2 separate regions of the Danio rerio genome follow, and region 1 is linked to region 2. The links are chromatin contacts, called in public HiChIP or PLAC-seq maps. All regions are on one chromosome and are shown on one strand. Each heading gives the region's core, a stretch centred on a gene start, on an enhancer-like site or on the middle of the called end of the contact. The rest is flanking DNA. Distances are from core to core; before and after follow the strand shown. Region 1 holds the start of htatip2 (HIV-1 Tat interactive protein 2). Region 2 holds the start of dbx1a (developing brain homeobox 1a).

The links. HiChIP or PLAC-seq counts read pairs in DNA pulled down with a chosen protein or histone mark.
Region 1: an H3K4me3 HiChIP or PLAC-seq map of gastrula embryo shows a contact between it and region 2, with 4 times the contacts expected there. The contact joins the promoter of htatip2 here to the promoter of dbx1a in region 2. A contact is called at or near these places in 3 of 18 Hi-C or Micro-C datasets (embryo and gastrula embryo) and 3 of 4 datasets of contacts at active chromatin or transcription factors (caudal fin, embryo and gastrula embryo).

The regions. Positions count from the first base shown.
Region 1 is chr7:17,085,839-17,091,959 of GRCz12tu, forward strand. htatip2 (HIV-1 Tat interactive protein 2) reads left to right here and starts at 2,061. Exons shown (of 5, transcript NR_131978.1): 1 at 2,061-2,284; 2 at 2,917-4,427; 3 at 5,767-5,904; 4 at 6,010-6,071.
Region 2 is chr7:17,015,222-17,021,807 of GRCz12tu, forward strand. dbx1a (developing brain homeobox 1a) reads right to left here and starts at 3,674. Exons shown (of 4, transcript NM_131158.1): 1 at 3,232-3,674; 2 at 3,038-3,139; 3 at 1,615-1,817; 4 at 268-945. The coding sequence starts at 3,580. The coding sequence ends at 655. It overlaps LOC137496161 (a long non-coding RNA gene), which reads left to right. Exons shown (of 3, transcript XR_011016266.2): 2 at 1,702-1,842.

The sequences.
Region 1 (6,121 bases), core at 811-3,310, 69 kb after region 2:
GAACAAACCATCGTTATACAATAGTAATTACCCTAACCTGCCTAGTTACCCTAGTTAAGCCTTTAAATGTCACTTTGAGCTGTATAGAAGTGTCTTGAAAAATATTCAATCAAATATTATTCACTTTTATCATGGCAAAGATAAAATAAATCAGTTATTAATAGTGAGCAATTAAAACTATTATGTTTAGAAATGTGTTTAAAAAATATACTCTCCGTTAAACCGAAATTGGTTAAACAGGGGGCTAATAATTCAGGGGGACTAATAAATCTGACTTCAACTGTATGTACTGTATTGACACAGACACACACATTCATATTTTACATTCAGGTCCCCGAACAAACCAGAGAGAAAAGAGAGAAATTTTGGCCATATACTGACACCTACTGCTGGGATTTGATCATTACACGGACGACTTTTTTTTCTTGATTTTTTATGCCATATTTTGCAGTAGGCCGCAACGAGATGGGTTAAAGCCACCAAGAAATCAACCTCGACTAACTCATACTTAAGGGTGTGATCAACCTGTCACTCAAATGTGATTTAGCAGTTGCAAACAAGTCATCCAATCATATCCTAACTAAATTAAACCCTGCCCTACATTTTTCAACATTCACTTAAATATGTCACAAAATAAAAAATAAGAAAATACTATCACAACTGTTAAATGCTAACTTTAATCCAGGCCAGTGATAGAACATTTTAAGTGTTTGCTGCCAGTGAAATTTATATGGCTATTTCTTTATACGCAAAAGATTGAGACAGATTGTCAAAAATTGAGATGTGAAATATGAAATTTTGAGATAAATTAAACACATTTGACAGTTTTTCCACAATTATAAATAAATAAACAGGTGCCATCCACCTTCTTGGACCCTGCTGTTAATTTAGTTTTTATTTAGCAACAAAGTGGAGCTTTATGTAGCCAACATTTAAAGGGATAGTTTCCCTAAACGTTAAATTTACTCACTATTTACTCACCCTCAAGTTACTCCAAACCTTTGAGTTTTTTTGTTTTTTTTCCCGTCGAACACAAATATCTACTGTAACACCCATAAGTTCCCAGCTTTCTTCTAAATATCTTCTTTTTTTGTGCAACAGAAGACAAACAGGTTTCACACTAGTAAAGGGAAAGTAAATGACGACAGAGTGTGAACTATTTGGTGAACCATCTATTTATTAACTAACTCTAACTCTAGATTCTTGTAAGATCTGTTTTATCTAAGCGGAAATATATGCTGAAAAATATTGTTTAATTAACAGTTTCTATGTTTTGTGATTAAAATGTTTTCTATTAATTTTTATAAATTGCATTATGGGATATTGGTCCCTATCCTCTGTCTATATCTGATGTTGAAAATGTAACATACAAACAGTGACATTTATAGCATTTCATTTATTAACACATTTATTTTGTCATTAATAGCAGTTTAAAGCTAAATATTGTATAATAAATAAATAATACATATAGAAAGTCACCAGATTTTGTATACAAGTTTCTATTTTCATGCTTCTTTTTAAACACTAGCACTAGCATTTTTCATTAAAAAAAAAACAAAACTTTTACTTACTAGTGCTTATTATTGTGGTACCAATACCATTTTAGAAGCTACTTTTAAATGTAATATCCAGACAAGTATACTAATCTACTAGTATTTACTAGCCTGCCTTGTCAATATCTCAAAGTTCAAGTCAATGGCGATAAATAAATAAATAAATAAATGAAATGTATTAAGCTACTAGAAACAATAGAATAATAGACTAACTAATCACAAACAAATCAATAATATAAATACACATTAATTACGTCCAATTGTCTAGCCCTAATAAAATAACTACCACTAGTAGTCTAATAAATAAAGAAATAAACTAGTAATAGTAAAGTAGTATTAGTAGCCTACGAAAAAAATTATTAAAGTAGTATTAGTAGCCTAAGAAAAAATAATGAAAAAAAGTTACATGAAGTTTGTATACTATATATCTATAGTTATGAATTGAATGTTAAAATGGCTTGCCATACAACCAGTCGTGTTTTTAGCGTTTCCAAAACAGCTGCCGCGCTCGCTTCATGCTCTGGACGCGTTCTGCGCACGCGCCGTCCGAAGCTAGATTGTAACAGGAAGAAGCTGCAGATCAAAAACCAAAGTCCTGTGTTTATCTAGTTTGGACTGAATGTATTTCAGGGCACCTGTGAAAAAACTCTAGGCTTCTTCACTGTTTTTGTAGTGGTGCTCGCCGCTGTTTTCTATTACCTGGAGAATTCAGAGACTTACGAGATACCAAGGTGAGGTGCTCATTACGTTCACGTTAACGTTACTGTACATCCAAATGCGCAGTTATGGAACTATATTTTTTGGTTTGTAGTGTTTGTGCTCGTGATTATATTGCCAATATATCAGTGTCTCTCATGACACCTACATATAGATAGACATATGTTTCTCTTTATTGCATTCAGTAACATTCAGATACAGAATATGCAACAGTGCAGATAATATGTATTAAAAAAATCAAAAATAATAAGAAATAAGAAAATAAAAATAAAATTGCGTGCATGAAATAAGCTCCCAGTGGGCGATGGCTTAACCATCTGCACAATCTGTATTTACCTTTAATTTATTCGGTCAATAAAGATAATGTCAGGTTCATTCAGGTGTACTTGAACAACACCCTACGTTATCACGTGATACATGATGCTTTTCTCAACTGTGAATGTCAGTTACAATTTTTACAGTCATATACAAGACAAAGATGTTTAGACATTTGTAACAAAGTAAATGATGACCAAATTGTATTTTTTAAGTGAACTATGTCTAGCATACCTACTTATTCTAGTATTCCTGTCCGTGCAAATTCTGCAGTGTCATGCTGATATTGCCAGATTCAAACGGTTGTGTACACTTTTTATTTTCATTACAGAATGGATCTGAATGCAATGGAAGAGAATTACCGGCAGAAGAACAAAACATGCTTCATTCTCGGTGGCTCTGGTGAAACTGGAAAAGCTTTGCTAAAAGAACTAGTGGAGAGAAACATCTTCTCCAGGATCACTCTCATTGGACGAAGGCAGTTAACCTTTGAGGACAAAGCCTATGAAAATCTGGTTATGAATCAAGTTTCAAAATATTATGTCTATGTGATCCAAATAAAAAGAAAACCTCCGCAAAAACGTTGCTTATCCCTACAAAAAAATAAAAACAAATAAATAAAAATAAAATAATTAACAAATTTGTCAATAACAAATGTTAACATTTTAACCCATACCTAATAAATACAGTAAATCCAGAGGATTGATTGCTAGATAAACATTTTTTTTTTACGTTTTCAATTTTGGAAACTTTTATTTGTGAGAAAAATCTGGGTTATTTCCAGCCTGATCTCATGAGAAAACGTAAATATTTTATGTTTGATAGTTTAGTGGCTAATTAGTACGAATTCGTGATGAAATGAAATTGTACAATTTTTAAAAGGAGGTGTGGCACTCAACTCCGCCCCTAAACCCAATCTTCAGTGGGGGATGAGCAAATCGTACTAAATTGTATGAATTAGTTTGTGCAAATTTATTTGAAATAGCCACTAAAAATTACGAATTGCTGTGAGATTGCCTTGGTTTTTCCACTTAATGTTGATTTCTAAACTCTTTTCAAGTGAAAACATTGGTAATGTTTAAATGGGTTTATAAATTAATTTATAATGCAATCTTTTTTGTAATTTTTATTCCAAAAAGTCTATATACAGGGTGTCTGCTGGGTCTTAAGTCTTAAAATCTCTTAAATTTCCAAAACTACATTCTAGGCCTTAAAAAGTCTTAGATTCACAGAAATATTGGGCTGTAGGTCTTAAATAATTTTAAATGGGTCTTAATTTTGCTTTTTCCAAATAAAGTTACTCAATCGGGCCGACATCCATCCAATTACCAACAATGCATCACAATAAAACCTTTTTTGTTTGTTTATATAAATGAAAGTTTTTATTATCACAAAGAGATTCACAACAACTGTTAGACATCTCTACAGCAAAATCTCCAAACTAAATTCCCTAATGAGGGAAAGAAAAACTAAAAACAATTACCTGATTCCTCATAATAATACCAGGCCATTAGAAAAAAATATTTAGTGTTTAATGCTATAAGTCTAAAATTTCATTCTTAATGATTTTAAAAGGTCTTAAATTTAAGTTGATGAAACCTGCAGAATAGTTTATATAAAAACCTGTTTATAAAAAAAACAAGGCAATGAAATGCTGTATGCACAGTGCAAAATGTTATCAACGATTTAGTGTTGATTTATCAGTGATTCATCATTTGCCTTTATTGTTCCCAGGTTCAAAAGGTGGTTGATTTTGAGAAGCTGGATGAGTATGCAGAGGCGTTTCAGGGCCATGATGTTGGATACTGCTGCCTAGGAACAACCAGAGCCAAAGCAGGAGCTGTACGCTTCAGATATTATCTTTTTGTGGACCAAAAATCCATGCAGAATTTCCCATCTGAACCTTAATAAATAATGCATGAAATGAAATGAGTTTATATATATATATTAGCCCCCCTAAATTATTAGACCGCTTGTTTATTTTTTTTCTCAATTTCTGTTTAACGGAGAGCAGATTTTTTCAACACATTTCTAAAAATAATAATTTTAATAACTCATTTCTAATAACTGATTTATTTTATCTTTACCACGATGACTGTAAATAATATTTGACTAGATATTTTTCAAGACACTTCTATGCAGCTTAAAGTGACATTTAAAGGCTTAACTAGGTTAATAAGGTGAACTAGGCAGGTTAGGGGAATTAGGCAAGTTATTTTATAACAGTGGCTTGTTCTGTAGATTATCAAGAAAAAATATAGCTTAAAGGGGCTAATAATTTTGACCTTAAATTGTTTTTTTAAAAATTAAAAACTGCTTTTATTTTAGCCGAAATAAAACAAATAAGACTTTCTCCAGAAGAAAAAATATTATCAGACATACCGTGAAAATTTCCTTGCTCTGTTAAACACCATTTGGAAAATATTTAAAAAAGAGGAAAATAAATCGAAGGGGGCTAATAATTCCAAATGGTGCTCACTGCAGAGCCATTTGGGCAGAGCTGAGCTCCAGCGAGGGGGCGCTTCAACTTCCGCTCCTCCTTTCTTGCCCTTCTTCTACGAGTGATGTCACTGGGGGTAGGGTTAGGGGTGGGGTTGGTGTATGCATTAAAACAGCTTATAGGAGGAGGAGCGAGAGCTCATGCTCCCCCTCGCTGGAGCTCAACTCTGCTCAAATGGCTCTGCAGTGAGCATCGTCTCAATAATTCTGACTTTAACTGTATATATAATAGTTTTTTTATTTTATTTTGGCTAGAATAAAAGCAGTTTTTAATTTTTTAAAAGCCATTTTAAGGTCAAAATTATTAGCCCCTTAAGCTAATTGTTTTTGATAGTCTACAGAACAAACCATCATTATACAATAACTTGTAACTACCATATCCTGCCTAGGTAACCTAATTAACCTAGTTAAGCCTTTAAATGTCACTTTAAGCTGTATAGAAGTGTCTTGAATAAAATATCTAGTAAAACATTATTTACTGTCCTCATCATCTTCTCTCTGTTAAAAAGAATATAGTTCATTTAATTAAATTAAAATCTAAATCTAAATGCACAACACAAGAAAAACAATCTGTTTTTTAAGAAATGTATGTGTTTATAGAGAAACCTTCATGCAAATCCACATTTCATAATTCTATCTTGTGGTAATTGCATGTTAAACATGTTGATAAACTGCACCACAGGAAGGATTTGTGCGTGTGGATCATGACTACGTACTCAAGTCTGCAGAGCTTGCCAAAGCAGGAGGTTGCTCACATTTCCATCTCGAATCTTCCAAAGGTGCAGATAAAACCAGCAGCTTTCTCTACCTGAAAACAAAGGTATTGCAACAGCATGTTCAACACATGTTCGGCCTGTTTGTTTAAGATTTTATATTTGGCTCAAATTGATGTTTGAATAAAACAGAAGCATTGGTGTATTTACAGGGACAGGTTGAAGCAGAAATTGAAGAGCTTGGGTTTGAGCGGTTATCCGTCTATCGACCTGCGTGAGTCCCTCTGCTTTTGGTTCTTTGATTACTGTAAACCTGAGGACATA
Region 2 (6,586 bases), core at 2,424-4,923:
AAGCAACATTAGCATCATTAAATTGACTGTGAACTATTTAATTGAATGTTGCACTTTGATAGCCATTGGCTGTTGATTTCACTGTTTAGAATTTGCAAACAATACTTTTCTGAAATTATACTAAGCAGAAAGTCAGAATGTGTGATTATAAAACTAACTTGACCTCAATTGTTTAAATTAGCCTGCTGCGTACAATATTTGCAGATCATTTATAATTATTTCATTATAATTCTATTTGTGATTATGTCGATCACTCAATGGACAACATTAAATTTACAATTTATTTGCAAACAATACAAAACATTTTCAACATATACATATGCATACAATGTGGCACGAAGGGATAAATTCGTATAAATTATACATACGTCTACAACTTTAATAAAGAATCTAAAACTCAAAATTCTTGGTATAAAATATCCATACAAAAATATTTGTACAAAATACTGTACAGTTCCCCACAAAAAGCTGTGCGACACAGCAAAATCATTTTGCGAGGTTTTTCAAATAAGTAAATATAAAGTGATGTGGAAAAGATTTTGCTACAAACACTCATTTGTACATAGAAGTGAAATTATACGCCAGTGGAACCATAACGTGGTTAAACATAACGTTGTGCTTGAAATACAGACATTATGCAGCTCATGAATTTGCTTATGAGACTGTTATTTCATCCTCTGATTCAGAAAAGTCCGAGTGTTTAAATGTAATGCTGGAATCAGTGCTGTTTGACATTACGCGTCTGGGTGAGAGACAGAAATGCGATGGAGCGCATGCGTCGTCTTCATCTTCATCCTCGGAAGACTTTTTACCCACGTCGCTTAGGTCTGGGTGAGGGTTTGTTTTGGTTGGCAGGGTTTGCTCCCGGCAGCCTCCGGATGAAAGCAACTCCCTCTCCTTGGAGTTTCTCCATTTCATTCGCCGATTCTGGAACCAGATTTTGACCTGTGTGAAGATATATTTTGTTAGTAATTGAAGCTTAACATAGCAGAATAAAGTGCAAAGATTTTGTCTCAATCAGTAATAAATATCTGAAATGATCTGATAAATTTAGTACATGTTCAAATGTTTTCTAGAAATAATAATAATTTTATTATTTAATGATTATTGTATTTATTTGTTTGTTTGTTTGTTTGTCTGTTTATTTATTTATTCATTTTTTTCCCTTTCATATATTCACATGTGAATCTTTTAGTCCGAGATTTGCTGCTGTTTATTTTATGCGACTGCGAGTTTATATAATAATAATAATAATAATAATACAATAATAATAATAATTATTATTATTATATTTAATATAATAATTATTATTATTAATTTATTCAATTTATTAAGTTATTTATTCACTTCTTTATTTATTAATTCATTTGTTTTCCATATATTCACCTGTGAATTTTTTTTAGTCCAAGATTCGCAGCTGTTTATTTTATGCCACTGCGAGTTTATTTATTTAATAATGGTAATAATAATAATAATTATATACAATAATAATAGTAATAATAATAATTATTATATTTAATATAATAATTATTATTAATTTATTCACTTTATTAATTATTTTAATTATTCACTTCTTTATTTCTTTATTAATTTGTTTTCCATCCATATATTCACCTGTGAATCTTTTAGTCCGAGTTTGGCTGCAAGTTTTTTCCGGTCTGGCTTGCTGATGTATTTTTGCTTTTGGAACATTTTCTCCAGAGCTTTGCGCTGCACATCTGAAAACACAGCCCGGCGGAGCATCCCTCTTCTGGGCTTCCCTCTCGCAGCAAGAGGCCAGGAAAAAGTTCCAGGAATGGGCACGACCGATGAAGGAGCTGTTAGAAGAGACAAGTACACAAGGTAAATAACGCATTCATGGACGCATTCACAAGAGCTCCAAAGAGTTTTATTTAGTTTCGCCCAGGAGGCTAAAAGTTAACATTGCGTTACTAAGGGCAATTGGGTGTTGCTTTTCCCAGGGACAATCTGAAGTGCTGAATGATCCGGGAGAAAGAAAACTTTTCTTCATTATCGTCATGATTTTGAATTTATTCTCTTGAAATGTCTCTCCCTGTTTAGAGCGAAATGGCACGAGGTGACTAATTAGCACATGGGCCGGATCCACGCTGCATTGGTATGGTAAAAAGGCAGAGTATCCTTTTCTGCGAGCCCCCCAGTGAAGGACAGAAGAGTTAATATACCGTGAACGGTAATTGTGTAGTAATGAACTGGCTGAGAAAAGACTCCGGACAGACGGCTAAGGCCATATATTAATGCAACAAAAGGAGATTTACACTTTCAAACCGAACGCAACTGCACGCTGGAATACTGATGACCGGGGACCGCGTTTTTTGCCCCCAAATAATTTTCATTAAATGAACACGAAAGGCAATTGAGAGCGCTCAAGTTGTTTTGTTAAGGTATTCAGCGCGCGCGGTGAAAAGAGTCGTGCTCTATTATTATTTGGCGTGGATAAAAGAATGGGCTATAGACATTTAAAGGCCTCAAAGGAGCTCGTATTTTAAGGAGCCAGTGGAGAATGTAGAGCAAACCGAAGTGGGACTCGCTGGAGTTGATGTTTGGCAGCTGCAGCAGCACTTTGAAAGCTTTTTGTCGGCGATTTTGTCGATTTTTCAGATTTCGCGCTCTCTATTCTAAACGCACAGCTCTTCATATTGTTCTTTCGCAACACTTTCCACAAACACCAATCACACTCTATGTGGTCTTGTGAGAATATTGAAAGCGCTCAATGGCGCCTAATGGGCAAATTAGTGCATGACTGGTAAACGCCCCTCTGTCGCTGGTTAAAAGTCTATCTTTGGCGGGTTTGTGGGTGGTTTGCCCTGGAGGGAGCTGACCAGATTGGTCATGGTGTTGACGGCATTGTTGGCAGTCAGCAGGCCGAAATGCTCCCTCACTGTGGGAAAGACCTGCACCTATGCGCTCTAAACTCGAGGGCTTTCAGATTAAAATAGCCTCACGTTGGCAAACGATTAAGCTTTGATTAAAACTCCACCAAGTCAGACTGTACAAGCGTTTGAATGTGAATACTCACCAGGGAAGTATGAAGAACGGACGAAAGGGCAGAATGAACCATCAAAATAAGGCACAGAGAATCCTTTAGGGTGTATGCTGTGGACGGAGGGTGGAGATGTGGCTGAAAGAGAGAGAAAAAACTCAAGTTAGTGCTGCGTGTTAACGCGTAGATGTGGATTTTAGTGCAATATCAGTGCTATTTAAAACACTTACCTTTCTTTGGTGACGGTGCCAAAATGGCACTCACTCCAAACTTTAAATATGTTGGATCCTTGCTGGAGACTGGCGTTTTGGGGGAGCAAGGTCCATGCTTTTCCGTGATGCCAGGGCTAACTCTGTCCAAAATCCTGCAGTTATCCGGGATGGAAAGAGGCGTTGAATTTGGAGGAGATGCGCATGGAGAGTGCGCGGTTTGGCTCAGGAAACCGCTGGGTCTGTTGATGCGCAGAAGGTCCTCCACCAGGAAGCTCGGGTGAGCTGGAAAGGGTGAATGCAGCGATGCAGCAGGACGCATAAATGCTGAATATATAGCAGGTGGTGCAATAACACTTGGGATCATCATGGTCCCGGCTATTAAAAGATGACTTAAATGACTCCTGTTAGTATTACACAAGTCTCTTCTGGCAAGCTCTGAACTGACCGAATGACGATTTGCTTCTGGAGGTCTCCGTTTGGGAAGGGGTCCTTTATATCTAGGCCCCTGCAAGGGTCCTTTGAGGACTGACAGCCACAACAATGAGACTCAATAAAGTCCTCCGCTTGAGTCCCATTGAATGATGCCTCGGAGGTGCCTGATTGGTCCGATAGAGCAATTTATGATTGGATTAGACTTCATAAGATTTGAATGGTCAGGGCATGCCGCTTAACAAAGAAGATGCGGTCATAAATTTTGCATATCGACAAAGTGTTTATTTACAGTATAAGGGGGAACTGAATAATTATATTACTTGGCATTTAATTATTTATATATGGTTTAACCATTGTTTTCTCACTTCTTAAAGCACCATTATAAAACATTAATTGTTATTTTTATTTTAGAGACGGAGATTGCTCGAGAGACTTGAAACTTTATCCAGCAGTATGTAAAATCTAAATAATACAAGCCCATTCTCTTTAGGCTATATGCGTATTTCATATGCAGAGTTTTTATCCTGTTTTCTGCCGTTCCTTCGGCTGTCAAGATCCTCCCGATTAAACCCCCATTTAATAATCATTTATGCTTTATGCTGTATACTTCTACTGAAATCCAATCTGGGCTCTGTCACGGAGTACAGCTTTAAATGGATTTGGGTCTGAATCGCCGTGACAGATGTGTTAGATATATCCCCCGTGTTTGAAACCGGGCAAGTCTTCATTCACTTTCTCCGGGGCCTCACTTTATACACGCTCGCGAGACGTGTGCAGCTCCGTTTGAACCGTGAACTGTCACCCTCAGCTGCTCGCGCCTCGCTTTCTTTTCCCCTCACAAAGATCTCTGACACAAAACACACCGATCTCTGTTTCTATAGACGACGAGGCTTATTCTGCCAGTTTAACCGCTTGAATAAAAGTGCATATGTGATTTGAAACGCATGCGTAAAATGCGCATTTAAACTCGTATTTAACTGATATGAGAGTCTGGACACACGCAAAAGCTGAAAGCGCGTCATGTTTTAGATTCGGTATTCCAGCTAGTCGACGTAATAAAATACTAAATGAAATAAAATGCTATATTAAAAGCGCCAAATGTGAACACGTTGCGCGCTACTGGTTTAAAACTCTCTTGCTGTTTATTATAGCTCAATATTCGTTTGGTTCAGCTCCAACCTGCGTGTGTGCGAAAGTTTTATATCTGTGGAAGTCGCTTTATCCATTTCTGAAGCAGGATTTGGGAGTTTAATGCATATCAGTATCACTACGCTTATAATTAATAAATATTTTATTTAGTGTAATATATCCTTATTTTATGTCTTTACTACACTGTAAAACGTATGAACTATTAGTCTTGACAGCATATGTTTTAGTTCATTATAACTTAAACTAAGTTAATTAAGTTCTAACTTAATTTGATATGTTACATGAGCTGTTTTAAGTCAGTTTAACATATTATAAGTTCAATGAACTCATAAGGTGAATTTGATTCAGCTTAAAAATGTACGACAACCAAGATTTTTTTTACTGTGCATAATGCTTTTTATTGTTATTTAAAATAATTTAGTCATTAATTCAATTATATATTTGTTTGCATTTTTGTCATTCACTTTTTTTAAGTGTTTCAAGTGTTTTAGTGTTTATGTTTCACATGGTCAGTCTAATACAGTATATCAAACTTTAAGAAATCCAAACACTCACCAAATACTTGTTGCAGCTTAAAATGTAAGGCAACCAATATTTTTTTTTACAGCGTATAAGATTTTTATTATCAATTATAATCATTATTATTGATTTATAATAAATTATTTGTTTGTATTTTTGTCATTCACTTTTTAAAAGTGTTTCATGTGTTTAAGTGTTTAATAAATGTATGTTCCGCATAGTCAGTCTAATATCAAACTTTAGGAAATCCAAACACTCAGTTAAGTATAAAACTTGTGCTTTTTATTTGCACAATCATGTCTACTTCTTTTAATCAGTAGGATAACCCTGTATCTATATCCACAAAGCTAAATTTAGTTACATTTTAGTGATTTTTTTTAGCCAAAGTATAAAACACGCATATGTGTTTACCTGAGGGCTTCCCAAACACACTATTGTATGGAAATTAAGATAAATATAATTGCTATAGACCAGTCAGATCCCAACAACAGAACATTTAGCATTTTAAAAAGTAAATACAGACATTATTTACTCTCTTTCCAAACCAACCGTTGCTTCATGGTGCATCCAAAAAGAGTTGAGAATGTTTGAGCAAACTTTTTTTTTTTTTTTAAACACACAATCTGTACTGTAAATGTACGTTAAGCAAGGCAAATGAACAAAGCAAAGCCTTTTTCTCCTATTATGTTTAAATTTTTTTTTATATAACTCCATATTTCTTTGCTCGGAAAATCCTTCTATTGTTGCGGACTAGCAGATGGTTAGCTGGAAACATGGCTTAGTCTCGATGACCGAAGCTAATTTCTAATAGCTGTGGAAGCTTGGCACATTTTTTTTTCTTTTAGCAAAGGCTAAAAACAGCTGGTGGGATTTGATTAAACCCATTAAATGCACATTTCCAAGATATTATCCCCCTCCGGAACACCTCAACTTAAGTGCACACAGTGGAGCAGCAACAGTGCCGCCGTCTAGATTCTTTACACAGTTCCCTCATTTCACAACAATAAACTAAATAGATTAACTTGCGCATTATCTGCCGTCAGTATTGCCTAGTTAAGAGTCGGTCTGAGTAAATAAATTACACATGCATGAAGGGTTCCTTTGGGGTAGTTTTACTGGCAGGTGGTTAACGGTTTACTCCTTTTTATTAGTGAAGTTAAACCATGGCTTAGACAAACAGGAAGTCTTACCGTTTTGTTTATCGCTTTGTAATTACAAGTTCAGAAATTCAGGGTAGATCACATTGGTCATGAACGATCAGATGCAATAGCAG